2 separate regions of the Mus musculus genome follow, and region 2 is linked to region 1. A link is a contact called in public HiChIP or PLAC-seq data. All regions are on one chromosome and are shown on one strand. Each heading gives the region's core, a stretch centred on a gene start, on an enhancer-like site or on the middle of the called end of the contact. The rest is flanking DNA. Distances are from core to core; before and after follow the strand shown.

Evidence for each region. HiChIP or PLAC-seq counts read pairs in DNA pulled down with a chosen protein or histone mark.
Region 2: an H3K4me3 HiChIP or PLAC-seq map of bone marrow-derived macrophages shows a contact between it and region 1, with 6 times the contacts expected there. The contact joins the promoter of Mtf1 here to the enhancer-like site in region 1. A contact is called at or near these places in 19 of 39 promoter capture datasets (the 3T3-L1 cell line, 3T3-L1-derived adipocytes, the C10 cell line and 10 more), 1 of 15 datasets of contacts at CTCF or cohesin (large pre-B cells), 6 of 115 datasets of contacts at active chromatin or transcription factors (astrocytes, bone marrow-derived macrophages, embryonic basal ganglia and 3 more) and 1 of 9 other capture datasets (embryonic stem cells).

What each region holds. Positions count from the first base shown.
Region 1 is chr4:123,948,388-123,954,618 of GRCm38.p6, reverse strand. No RefSeq gene overlaps it. Among named protein-coding and RNA genes, the nearest start is that of Rragc, 34 kb to the right of the region's middle. Within about 2 kb of position 2,393, at least 55 of the 459 cell types and tissues checked have an H3K27ac peak or open chromatin away from gene starts, as enhancers often do. A contact at or near this core is called in bone marrow-derived macrophages, where this site is marked.
Region 2 is chr4:124,798,642-124,804,872 of GRCm38.p6, reverse strand. Mtf1 (metal response element binding transcription factor 1) reads right to left here and starts at 2,324. Exons shown (of 11, transcript NM_008636.4): 1 at 2,230-2,324; 2 at 1-213. The coding sequence starts at 162. It overlaps Inpp5b (inositol polyphosphate-5-phosphatase B), which reads right to left. Exons shown (of 24, transcript NM_008385.4): 23 at 4,994-5,105; 24 at 3,362-4,167. The coding sequence ends at 4,052.

The sequences.
Region 1 (6,231 bases), core at 1,144-3,643:
AAAAAACAAACAGCAAAATGTCACATCAAGGTTTAGCTCACAGCAGGACTTTTGTAAGGCAGAAATGCTCAAGTTTTTCGTTTGAGACAGGGTCTCACTATGTAGCTGTAGCTGTCTAGACCTCAGTATGTAGACCAGGCTGGACTTGAACTCAGAAAGCCACCCCTTCCTCTGAAGTGCAGGGAGTAAAGGCATGTGCCACCATGCTCCAAATAATGCTCAATTAAGAAAAAGAGACTTATTCATTTGTATGTATTTGAATGTTTGCCTACATGCATGTGTGTATCCCATGTTTTGTTTTGAGACAAGGTGGCATGTTCGTGGGCCTCAAATTCCAGGTACAGCCAAGGATTACCCTAGACTCCTGTGCCTCCTGAGTGCTAGGATTACAGGCATGAGCCACTCCTAGCTTATGGGATGCTGAGTACCAACACTGGTCTAAAGGATGGGAAATGTAGCTCATTAGCAGGGATCTACTTGCCTCTGCCTCTCAAGTGCTCAAATTAAGGGTATAAGCCACCATGCCCAGTCTTTCTTTAAATATATATATATTTAAATTTTCTCAAACCAAACTCTTTAGTCTGGGCATCCACACTCTGCTAAATTCTCTAAATCACTTGTGTTGAACTTTTGTTGGCTGTGGCAATTTCTGATTCAGTTCAGCCTTAAACATACAGGGGAAGTAGAAAGATGATTTTGGATAGTCTTACTAACTCATTGCATGATCTTTCCCTCTGTCAGCCTCAGTTTCCCCTAGTATACTACTGCAAGGGAAAGTAGAGGAGATGATATTCCCAGGCCTTTAGCTATGTGAAAAGTGCCTTGTGTCTCTAGAGAGGTTTTCTCTGTTCTAAACACCTGTGCCCAGAGCCCAGCAAATCCTTCAGTGGCATCCATAGGTAGAGCAAGTGAGTACCCCCAAACAAACAACACCCCAGAAGCATTTCTGAAAAGGTCACAAAGACTGCTCCTGGGGAGGCGGGCACTCATCTCTTGCCTCCTCCCAGAACTCCTCACAGATCTTCCCTCCACACTGGCAAGAGCTGTCTCTGGGCCTCGTGTCCCTTGGGAGAAGCAAACACTGCTAAAATCCCATTGATTAATCGGGTCCCACCCTCGGATCAATGGCTGGCATTAGTCAAGCTTAGTGCAGTTTTATTAGTCTGGCTGCCCTCTTGCAGATGTTATAGATGAAGAAATAAAGTGGGGAGGAGAGAGAGAAAGGACAAAATCATTAGTCTGAAAGGAGTAAAAGAGCATCGCTCTGTTTTGTATTCTGACTCAGGGCCAGGCCATCCGCAACAGGAGCACACACAACAATCCATTTCAAAGCTATTTCCAGAAGTTCTGCCCAGCCTCCTGATTGCCCATGTCTCTGGATAGCTAAGATCCCAGGAGTGTTTGGTTCATAGCAACCACCAGCTCTGTCTCTGAAGCCATTTGACAAGACTCCAAAACCACCTGAGGTCCCATTCATTCGTCCATTCATTTCTCACAAGGGCCAGACTTTTGCAGGATGTAGGAAAACCAGCCTAACCATCGGCCAGACAATCTGTCTTGAAAGTGTCATCTCTGCTCTGAAGGGACCAATCCTTCCGCAGGACTCCAAGAGGAGCCTGCCACATGGTGCCCACCTTGCCAAAGCTTTGGTTCAGCAAAGGAAACCCACGGGCCTGCTTCCCAAAGCACTCCAGAGAGGAGCTTTGAATTAAGACCAGAAATGCTTTTAGAAGACTGCAGTCTCTGGTCTTCTAACGATGACCTCTTCCTTAATTTTGTGATAGCTTCGTCTGCCTTTTTCAATCAGCTAGGTAGCTATAAAAAGCTAAGCACCTCCTACCAACCCCATTAAGATGAAAGCGGAGGATTTTATTATTCATTTTTAATAGGAAGAATCTGAAACCCCCCACCCCCAGAAGTGTAAAAGGTAGGGTTTTGATGTATCTGGTTATGGAGAGAGGTTGCAATAGTTCACCCTCCAAGAGCGGGAATGCTGGGAAAGGCTTGGGTGATCCATCTGTGCACAAAAGGAAAGTGGGTAACCTCTGCTATCACGCCCCTCCAAGGCACCCAGCTCCACCGTAGGGGCTGACTTCAGGACCTGAGAAACCAGGAGTCACCCAAGTTCCCTAGAATACCACCTCCCAGTAATTGTCTGCTAAACACTGGCAACACACACACACACACACACACACACACACACACACAGGTAACTAAACGGAATGACTCCCCCCAGGTCTGTGCTGCTCGTAATGGTAATAAAGCCCTTGCCACAGACACTGTCATTATCCAAACGCCATTAACATCAATATTCGTATCAAATACCATCTGGCAAAGGAGCCCACAAACCGAAACCTCTCCTTCTCTGGGACTTCCCAGCTTAGAGGGGAGGGGCAACCCGCTGCTTCCTCCTCTAGCCACATGCTCAGGGCACAAGGAGCCAGGCTAGCATCTGCACCCTGGGGGGCGGGGGGGGGGGGAGGACCACAAGATGCAAGGGAAAGGGGACATAGGAAAGAGAAAAGCACAGACAAATTGCGTTTTTCATCACCATTGACTTCTCCTCAACTCTTAATTATGAAGATGCAACGAACTGCTCCTTCGTGTTGTCATACTAGGGAACTGACTGAGTATTTGTAGAAGCCTCAGAGTAGTCATTGTTTTTCAGAGAAACAGAACTTCCCTCCTGCCAGTCCCCTGGCTGCCTTGGAGCCCAAGTCACTTACCAAGCCCTATACTTAAGCAGAAAGAGGTCCCTATGGGAAGTACTTTGGTGACCCCAGAACACCAGCTCTTCTTGGAGAGAGAGGTTAGGTGCCTGGGGCAGTACTAGGATCCTCTTTCTAGACTGGATCTGCCTTTCTCAGCCAACCACATCAGGTTACCCTTGAGAATGGGAAATCAGCCACCCGGCCATAAGACTCAGCCTGAGCTCCTGCAGAGAGAAACCTTGACAAAATGCAGCTGGGCACAGGCAGGAAAGCAACTAGGGAGCAAGCTTGGAGAAGATCCCACTAAGAATTGCTCAACCTCATCTTGCCTCCTGTGGATGTTAGCTCTTGTGATTATCAGGGATCACATGGGTACCTGCAGTATGGGGGTACAGGAAGATGCTGAAAAATAAATGATGGTGGTGGTGATGGTGGTGGTGGTGGTGGTGGTGAGAATAATTACAACTACCTTTCTCTACACACAAAACCAGTTCACATTTTGGTCCTTATAATCATAAAGTGGTTAAAAGGTAGTTATTCCCATTCTATAAAAGATGAAGAAGAGTGAGGAATCAGGTAACATGGGAGGGGGAGGCGTGAAGTTTGAGTCTTCACCTACTGAACTCAAGGTTTGAGCTCTGAGCCAATGCTCTGTCCCACTCAACAGCATTTTTGTAAACTAAGGTTCTGAGCCCAAGAGCCTGGCTTCTGGCTCTGCTGTGTTCCTACCACCTGCATAATTGTAATCGCTTTGCCTCTTGGATCATCTCTGCCTCTCAGCAGTGAGGACGCTCTTCTTCGATGAAAGCCTGTTCCTCCTAACATGTACCGACTGTACAGATGAGGGCTGGGGCTGGGACTCAGTTGGTAGGAAGCTCAACTAGCAGGTACAGAAACCTGGGTTCAGTCCCAAACACTGCATAAACCATGTGTGGTAGTAGCTCATGCCTGACCCCAGCTCTTGAGATAAAGGCAGGAGAACCAGGAGCTGCAGGGTCATCCTCAGATACACAGAGAATCTGAGGCCAGGCTGGGCTACACGAGGCTGCCTTCTAAAAAGCCAAGCTTTACAAATGAGAATACCAGTTGTATCTGGCTTCACACACAGGACCGTGGCATAGCTGTGAACAGGAGGGGTGGTGGCAAAGAGAGGCATCTTTAGATAATGCCAGGGACAGAAACTGTGTAAAAAAGGCTCTGGTGCAAGACCCAAAGCAGGGCATCCATTGCCAGACCAATTGTCCAAGAGACTCTCAAGAAACTACTCAGAGGCCAAAGAAATGCTTGGGCTCTGGGCTGAGGAGAGGCCTCTGCCCCTAAATAAACCCACGGCTTTAGAACCAGGTACCTGAACCGTGAATACAGACGACACAGATTCTGTGGCCGGCTCTTGCAGCATCTTTCATAGTGAGATGCTACTGGCTGGCACATTGAGAACTGTGGAGACTTAAACACTGGATCCGCAGAAACAAAATGCTCTGAGGCAGGAACTGCCTCTTACCCCCACCTTAAACCCTCTCTGGAAGCGCACAGAGCTCCGAAGATTAAAAGGACTGAGCTCTGCAGGGTTGGAGGCAGAGACTCCCAGAGAGGCATCCCTCCAGGAAGACAGCAGGTCTCTGAGCCTAGAACCAGATTCTAGTGACCCTCACTGATGGCCCAGCACAAAGACTTCCTAGAGAAGACAGCAACAGGCAGAGGAAGGGGATACTCTACCCTCAGGGAGTCTTTGAATTCAATACCATACTATTCATACAGTGTTACCCACTGTAAAGTCTAACCAGCCTTCATCCCTTGTAAGCAACCAACTAGCATGACCTTGGAGCGCCCCCCCCCCCACACACACACAGTGGGCTTACACTGCCTAGAACAAGTCAGAGCTGGGTTTCCCTGGCCTGGAAAGGCAGAGGGCTCACACAGAGAGCGGGGGTTGTAGGGATAGAGGCTGACCGGGATCTGAGAAGTGAGTTCATCAGAGGCAGTGAGCACTACCTGAGCTCACCTTTCTGGTACTGAGGAAGTGACTCATGGCTTTCTCAGCACTGTGCAAACAGACTGGGGAGGGCGCGTCCTTGGAGCAAAGTGAAACAGCTCGGACACCAACTGTGCGTGTCCCCAACTCTGCTCTTGACCCCTTGCCCCTTGCCCACCTGCGGTGTGCTCTGGACACCCTGGACACTGTCTCCTCTGAACCCAGCATACTCTCCGTAACGCAGGGAGACGGGAGCTCCACTGGTACTTCACAAGGGATGAAAAATCAAAGGGGGAAGACTTTCTTCACTGTATTTTTTAAACATTTGGGTACGAAAAGTCAGATGTCAAAGAAGAAAGCCCCCCATTTACATCTCTTAAAATATGAGCAATTAATATTTTCTGCGGAGGTTCACGCTCCCTCCTTTCGTTCTGTTTGCAGGGCATTGTTCAGCCCTGCCTTGTAATTTGTTGCGTGCTTAAAGTATTCAGTCTGTATTTCATTTGGGCTACACATTTAATTCAGCCAACATGTTCATTTGAAGATCAATACTGTCATAACTATGTTGAAAAATTAAATTATTGTAACTTTATTTACATTTCTTAAAAGTACTGTGAAAATTATTCTTAACCAGGACCTAATCAATGTTAGAGTCTAAAAATATGCCACTCTGCATGAAGCTATAAAAAGATTAATGTACATTTTTTTACAAGAAATTAGTAGCTTAATGAAGTGGATAAAAACGCTGTCACAATTTTTATTGGATCTAAATTGCATAGTAGTGGAGGTACAGTAAGTGCCTTCTACATAATGACATAATGAGTCATGACTGGCGCTGGAAGGCTAATTTGCCCTTAACTGACACAAAACCAAGGAATTAACATCCCAGTCGCTCTACGCCAATAGCAGATGCATTATTTCACTGCACAGCGGGGTTTTTAACTAAACTCTTAACTGTAGAAATATTGATCTATTCTTCTGTGAAATGATGAAATTGGAATTTTTTTTTTAAACAGGACGTCTTAAATTATGGCTGCAGCAGTGACATTTGCTTTCATACTCCCATGCCGGCCTACAGAGCAGATGCAACCAGAAAAGTTATGGAGGCTCCCACCTGTGTCTCCGGGTCCTCAGTCAGAGAAGAAAGGAGAGTGGGGGAGTGGTGTGTGGAAGGAAAAGGTGGCACCGAGAAACAGTTACAAACCGCTAGGAGAACCTGGGACTGTGCTCCCATCGCTAGGGTGTTTGCCTGGAACGCATGAATGCTGGGTCACCAGCATTGCATGAACTGGGTGGGACGCCCATAACCCCTACGTCTTCACTATGTAGTACTTGAATGTAGAGGCAAAAGAACTAAAAAGTCAAGGTCGTCTGTGGCTACATCGGAGTTTAAGGCCAGCTTAGAATACACAAGACCCCGCACCCAAAAAACCCACAAACAAACAACACACACAAATGCTCAGACATACACACACACACACACACACACACACACACACATACAGGGAAGGATGATACTGTGACACTGACAGCCCTTCTACACGGACC
Region 2 (6,231 bases), core at 1,075-3,574, 850 kb before region 1:
GTCCTGTTCTATGAGAACAGTGGTCCTATCATAAACAGTTCCAGATGAGGAAGGCACCAGTCCGTTGTCATCCACAAACCTGAGCATCTTGTCATGCGGGGTTAGGTCATCCTCCTCTCCCTTAAAGAAGATGATATTGTCGTCTGGACTGTGTTCCCCCATGGCTCACGTGTGCTCAGCCCAATTGTGAGAAATGGAAAGGTAACGGCCTTTCTGCAATAGATAACACCAGAGTTAGAACCACAGCCCAAGACACACCTATGTCCTCAAGGGATCCTTAGGGATCACTTTCCCTCATTTTAAAGAGCAAAGTGCTAATCCCAGACTTTGGAATGCAGAGGCAGGCAGACCTCTGAGAATTCCAGGCCAGCATTGTCTGCATATCAAGTTCCAGGCCAACCAGAGTTGGTGGTGAGACCCTGTCTCAAAACAAAGAGAGAGAGCAATCCAGGCCTAGGAATGGTGGTGAATGTCTTTAACCCAGCACCTGAGAGGTTGAGTAAGCTGGATCTCTCTTGAATTCCAGGTGAACCAGAGATACACAGTAAGAATCACACACACACACACACACACACACACACACACACACACACACACACTCACACACACACACACACACACACACACACGCATGCCGGGCAGCGGTGGCGCACGCCTTTAATCCCAGCACTTGGGAGGTAGAGGCAGGCGGATTTCTGAGTTCAAGGCCAGCCTGGTCTACAGAGTGAGTTCCAGGACAGCCAGGGCTAAACAGAGAAACCCAGTCTCAAAAGAATCAAACACACATACTCAATCACACAGAGGCAAACCAAAGCAAAAAAAAAAAATTATGTTCCTTGGAAATACTTAAAATCTGACACAATCAGTCACTGACAAGGAAAAAGCAAATCTTTTTTTTTCCCCCAAAAAATTCAAAGTTGGCATTCACAAGACCTTCTACTGTCACATACTTTAAAGATGGATCTATGAAGCTAAGGAGGATAAAAGAGCAAACAGGTGGCTGTTTAAAGAAAGAGTGGCTACAAACCTTCAGTGAGGTGCTCCCGTCCCAATGCCCTCCCTCCCCGCAAACACACCGTGAGGCAGTGCCACGGCCTCATGTAGTTGGTGGTGCAGAAACAACACTCTGAACATAACCACCTCCAAACCCTCCTTTTGCCCTTTACTGCTTGGACAACCTATCCGTGCCTGCTTTTCTACAGTGGGACCAGGGCTTCCTGTTTCATACAGAAAGAGAAACTGCAGGTAAAGAAAAAGGGTGGCTTCCTTCTGTCATTTCTAGAACACATCAGGTGGAGGGGCTAAACCCTAATAAGGAGTAGCTGATGCAAATCACTTTAATTATTTATATCGTAAAACATGATCTGGACCAGAGAGTACACTTGTACAGAGTGACTAGGCTTTCTGACCCGAAAGGCTGACTTAACATAAGCAATACTGACACGAGCAGCTCAGGAAATATCAGCAAAATGAATGACAGACATGCAGACGGTCTCTTTTTGAAGATAGCCTCTTGAGGAAATTACCAAATTTGAAGCTTTCATGGTCTGGAATGGTGATTCCTCCTTCACCCGAAAACACACAGGTTCTACAAATGTGGGTTTGGCAGACACAAAAGGAGAATTTAAAATAACCAGCACATCACTTAGTTCTCAACCTGGTTCTGCACTTTCTCTTCAGCTCAAGAGTCGGCAAAGTGAGCCTTTACTAGCCGGAGTGACAAGCAGGCGAGGTAGTTACCAGGCACAGGTCAAGGGATCTAATCTGAGAGGAACCAGCCCGAACCTTTGCTTACGCAACCCCAGAAATACACGTTTCTCGGTGTCTGAGAGGAGAGATAAGAGACCCGGTGGGCTGCCCCGGGAAACGCAGAGACCAACTTTCTGTAACAAGACCAGGAGGTGTGAGGGTGGCCGAGGACTGCGAACCCAGCACCTCTGAGAGACTAGCATGAGGACCCTGACCGGGAAAGCACCCCTAGTCCAGGGCTACAGAGAAAAACCCCGAGGCAGTCTGGGGGCTACGAGCTGGGCTAAGAGGGGCAGGGTCCGGGTCTCCATGGAAACAGAGAAGGGGGGCTGGATACCCATCCCCATGGAAACGGAGGAGGGGTGGGGTCCCTCGGGTGAGTGGAATGAAGTCTCAGCCGGGAATGGCTACGGCAGGGAGCCCCAGTCCCGCACCCCCCGGATAGTTCCAGCCCCAGCCGAGTCCAGCCTCTGCTTTTACCTCCGCGGCTCCCGGCAACGGCGGCAGCAGCAGCTTCTCCCCTCCCAAGCGGCACCATGATTGCCCCCACCTGTCCCTAGCGTCACTTCCGCTTCCGCTTTCCGGAGGAAGGAGAGGCCCGGGGAGCCCTGGGCCTGCTGCTGTTCGTGATTGGCTTCTACTCTCCAGGGGGCTGAGACCGCGCCTCTCCCCAGCGGGCTGTGGGCGGAGCGAGTGGAGTCTGGCGCTCCGGTGCCGCACCGGGAAGCTGACCATAGAGAGCGGGCTGTTTCGAGCGCGGGAGGATACGCGACATCAGCGGTGAAGTCGAGGTGTTCTCAGCCCCAGCTGCGTCCACAGCTGCAGCAAGAAGGCTGCAGTCAGCCGCCGCCTTCCAGATGCGTAGGCCAGCCCACGGCATCCCTCTCCTCGCCCCACTGTACCCACGCAGCATAGTTCACCTGGCTGAGGCTCCCCCCCAGGACCGGAACGCTGAGCAGAGCCCTCCAGAAACTTCTCGTTCTCACGCGCCCGCGGGAGCTAGCGGTTCCAACCTTCCTTAAGGAGGGTTTTTGCTCTAGAAAGGGTCAGCGCCACCTACTGGCCAGTCCCCTGTCAGCTCTTAACACTTATCCTACCCACCCTTGAAATCCACTCGGTGGTAGCAATATTTCAAAGCCCAAGAAGATACTTTTCTCGTGTTTCTATTATATTCCTGTATATGTAATTTTTAGACTCTCACATAAGCTAATGCTTATTTACCCCATGAACGACTTCTCTCGAATGTTTACGTTGGAGCAGTGCTCTTAGAGGCTAGATCAGGGTTCAGGCCCAAACTGCTGTGCCATTCCCTCTGAGTAAGGTTGAATAAGTGACTCTGGCGCACCAGCATGCCACAGATCAGCTGCTCTGTTCTTAAGCCACAAAGGACTAGCTGCCAGGAACTACCATCTCTTGAGAGAGGAGGATTGGGGAAGAGAAGACCAACTGACTGCTCTGACCTTAGAGTTCTTTTGAAACCAGAACCCACATTAGATGGCTCACATCCAGCTTCAGAGAGATCTGAGCCTCTGGCCTCTCCTAGCACATTCACACATGCATGTACCACCACCACCACACACATACACATAACTAAAAAAAGAGAGAACCATAGTCACCATTAAAAATACATTTTCATTAAAATATATTACATATATGAGAGGTGCTGCATTATATACAGTTGGGAGGACTGAATATCCTACAAAATCCCACTTGTTTCACCAGAACCCCCTTTCTTCAGTGCTCTTGGGGGCGACTGAGAGGCCTTGGAGTTGAGCAGAAAGGGAACAGGTGCCCTATGCATGAACATGTTTGCGGCTTGGACAGTGGAAGCATCTGGATGGCTAAAAGTTGTTTATCCAGGAACCTCTAAGCAGAGTCCTGCCGCCCCAAGCCATTCTCCTTCAGGGACTTCAGTTAGTCCAAGTATCTGACCATGAGATGCTCAGTACGGGATATGGGGAACTCACTGACTGCATGTCCTGGAGGCTGGCTGAATAAGGCAAAGTACAGTTACTTAAAACTTTTAAATAAAAATGAATAGGGAGCTATTTGTGTTAAATAACTAGAGTTGAATGTGGAACGTCAGTTCTACTATGGTGGATTGCCCCCATGTCTTCACAAGTCAGCATGGGTGTGCTAGCCAATGGCATGGAGAAGGGGCAGGTCTAGGCTCAGGTAGAAGAAACAGGTGGCTGCCATTCTTCCAGCAGCCTCAGACCAGCTTAAGGCAGTTCTTGAGCTGAAACAGGTGGGGCTGACAATTGTGGCTGCCTTAAGGAAAACAGGAGAGGAGTAGTGAGGCTCAGAGTGGACCGCAGAGGAACTGGTGAATAAACTCTTGGGCCTTCTTCTTTTCCGCCATGTCAAGCTTTTGGTGACGAGCTGGGTTCCGGAGCAGTAAGCTGCCAAATATGCTAGCTGTGCATGACAGAAACAGAAAATACCACTTAGCAACTGGGACACGGGGGTGATTAGGAGAGAGAACAGACTACCTCAAGCACTCTGTGTTAAAGGCAGGGCCTGGGTGCCTTGAACTCAGGGGCTCCACCTGCCTCTTCCTCCTGAGACTGGGATTAAGGCATGTACCTCTATGCCCAGGTAGTTCCTTCCTGAAAGCACAAACAACTGGGGGGTGGGGGAGAAACAAGTCTCTATTCCTACCAGTCTTTAGTTCCAGGCCAGGCAGAGCTATACAGTGGGAGGCTGCCTCAAGAAATAAAGAGGGGCTGTGGAGATGGCTCCTTAAGTTAAGTGCTTGCCATGCAAACATGACAGAGGACCTGAGTGCAGATCTCTAGCTCCCACTTAAATGTACCTGTAACCACAGTGATGTGGAGGGAGAGAGAGGTGGGTCCTGAGGCCTTGCCAGCCAGCTAGTCTAGCTAAAAGAAGGAACTAGCACAAGGGCTTGCACATGGTAGGTAAGGGTTCTACCATTAAGTCATACTTCCAGTCCCCAAAAACATTATTTGCATAAACTTTGCCCAAAACAAGGCATGATGGTGCATATGCAGCACTGGGGACCAAAGCAAGAGGATGCTGAGTCCAAGGCCAGGAGAGTGAGTTTGAGGCCAGCTTCAGCAGCATAACTTGACCGCCTTTTAAAAAGTTAAAACAAAACAAAGCTTCCTCAGAGCTTGGGGGGCCAGGGGAGCAAGGGAGAAGAGAAGGGAGGGTGAGCATTAATTCAGCTTCCTTTCTTAGTGATTCTGAACAGATGCTTGTACGACACTTGGCCACTTACCTAGAATATTCTCATCCAAATGATTGTTTGCTGAATTTTTCAGCAGTTCTTGCAAAAACGCCATCAAGTAGTTGAAGACATTTTTGTGGAAGCTGGGGAGGGTTAAAATTATCTGAAAGAGGGAGAAGGTGGGGTTTGCGGCTTCACTCAGTTACATGACAAGGTGCCCCTTATATATCCCCTTGTATTCCAGGAACTGAGAATCCACACAGAGCTGATCACTCACCACTTGGCACAAGTATCCAAAGGGAACAAAGGGCAAACGCTGCTGCATGGACTTAGAAGTCAGACTTCTAAAACTAAAAGTCGCAGACTTAAGGGAATCAAGGCCTTTTAGTTGGGTCTTGAATACAAGACAAAACGAGACTTGGAGCAGCAAGGATTAGGGTATTGGAGGCAAAGAAGGCAAGAGAAAGCAAACTGTTAAGTAGGAAGAGCACGAGCTGTCAAAGTCGGCAGAAACCTACAGCGGCACAGGTGTTAGGCTTAGAAGGGTTAGCCAGACCGGAAGCCAGTGACTAGCCCACAAATGTGCACAACAGAATCAGCTGGAGAGCTGGGGCTCGGAAAAGGAAGGTTCCAGAAGGTTCACAGATGAAATGGATATAAGTGAAGGTGCTGGAACCCGTACTGTTCGCAACTGTTCTATACGAGCCTATCAATCATGGAACTGGGCGTGGTGATGAACACTGGTGATCCCAGGACTTGAGAGGCTGAGGCAGAAGGATGGTGAATTGGAGATCAATCTGGGCCACACTGAGTTCCAGGTCAGACTGAGTCACAGGAAGAGACCTGGTCTTGGAGGAAAAAAAGAGAGAGAGAAAAGAAAAAGAAAGGAAGGAAGGGGGCTGGAGAGATGGCTCAGTGGTTAAGAGCACTGTCCACTCTTCCTGAGGTCCTGAGCTCAATTCCCAGCAACCACATGGTGGCTCACAACCATCTGTAATGGGGATCCAATGCCCTCTTCTGGTGTGTCTGAAGACAGCGACAGTGAACCCACATTCATGAAATAAATAAGTAAATAAATCTTAAAAAAAAAAAAAAGGAAGGAAGGAAGGAAGGAGAAGGAAAAGTCACTAAGCAGCAGTGAGAAAGGTAAGTTTGGTTTTGTCCCACAGGATGACACCTCTAAATTCACAGTCTAACTGTAGCATGCCAACTGGATGTGGATGGAGGGGGAGCAAGAGCACAGGGCACTGCCCCAGGTAAGCTGAGCAACGATAGGGGAGAACAGAGAA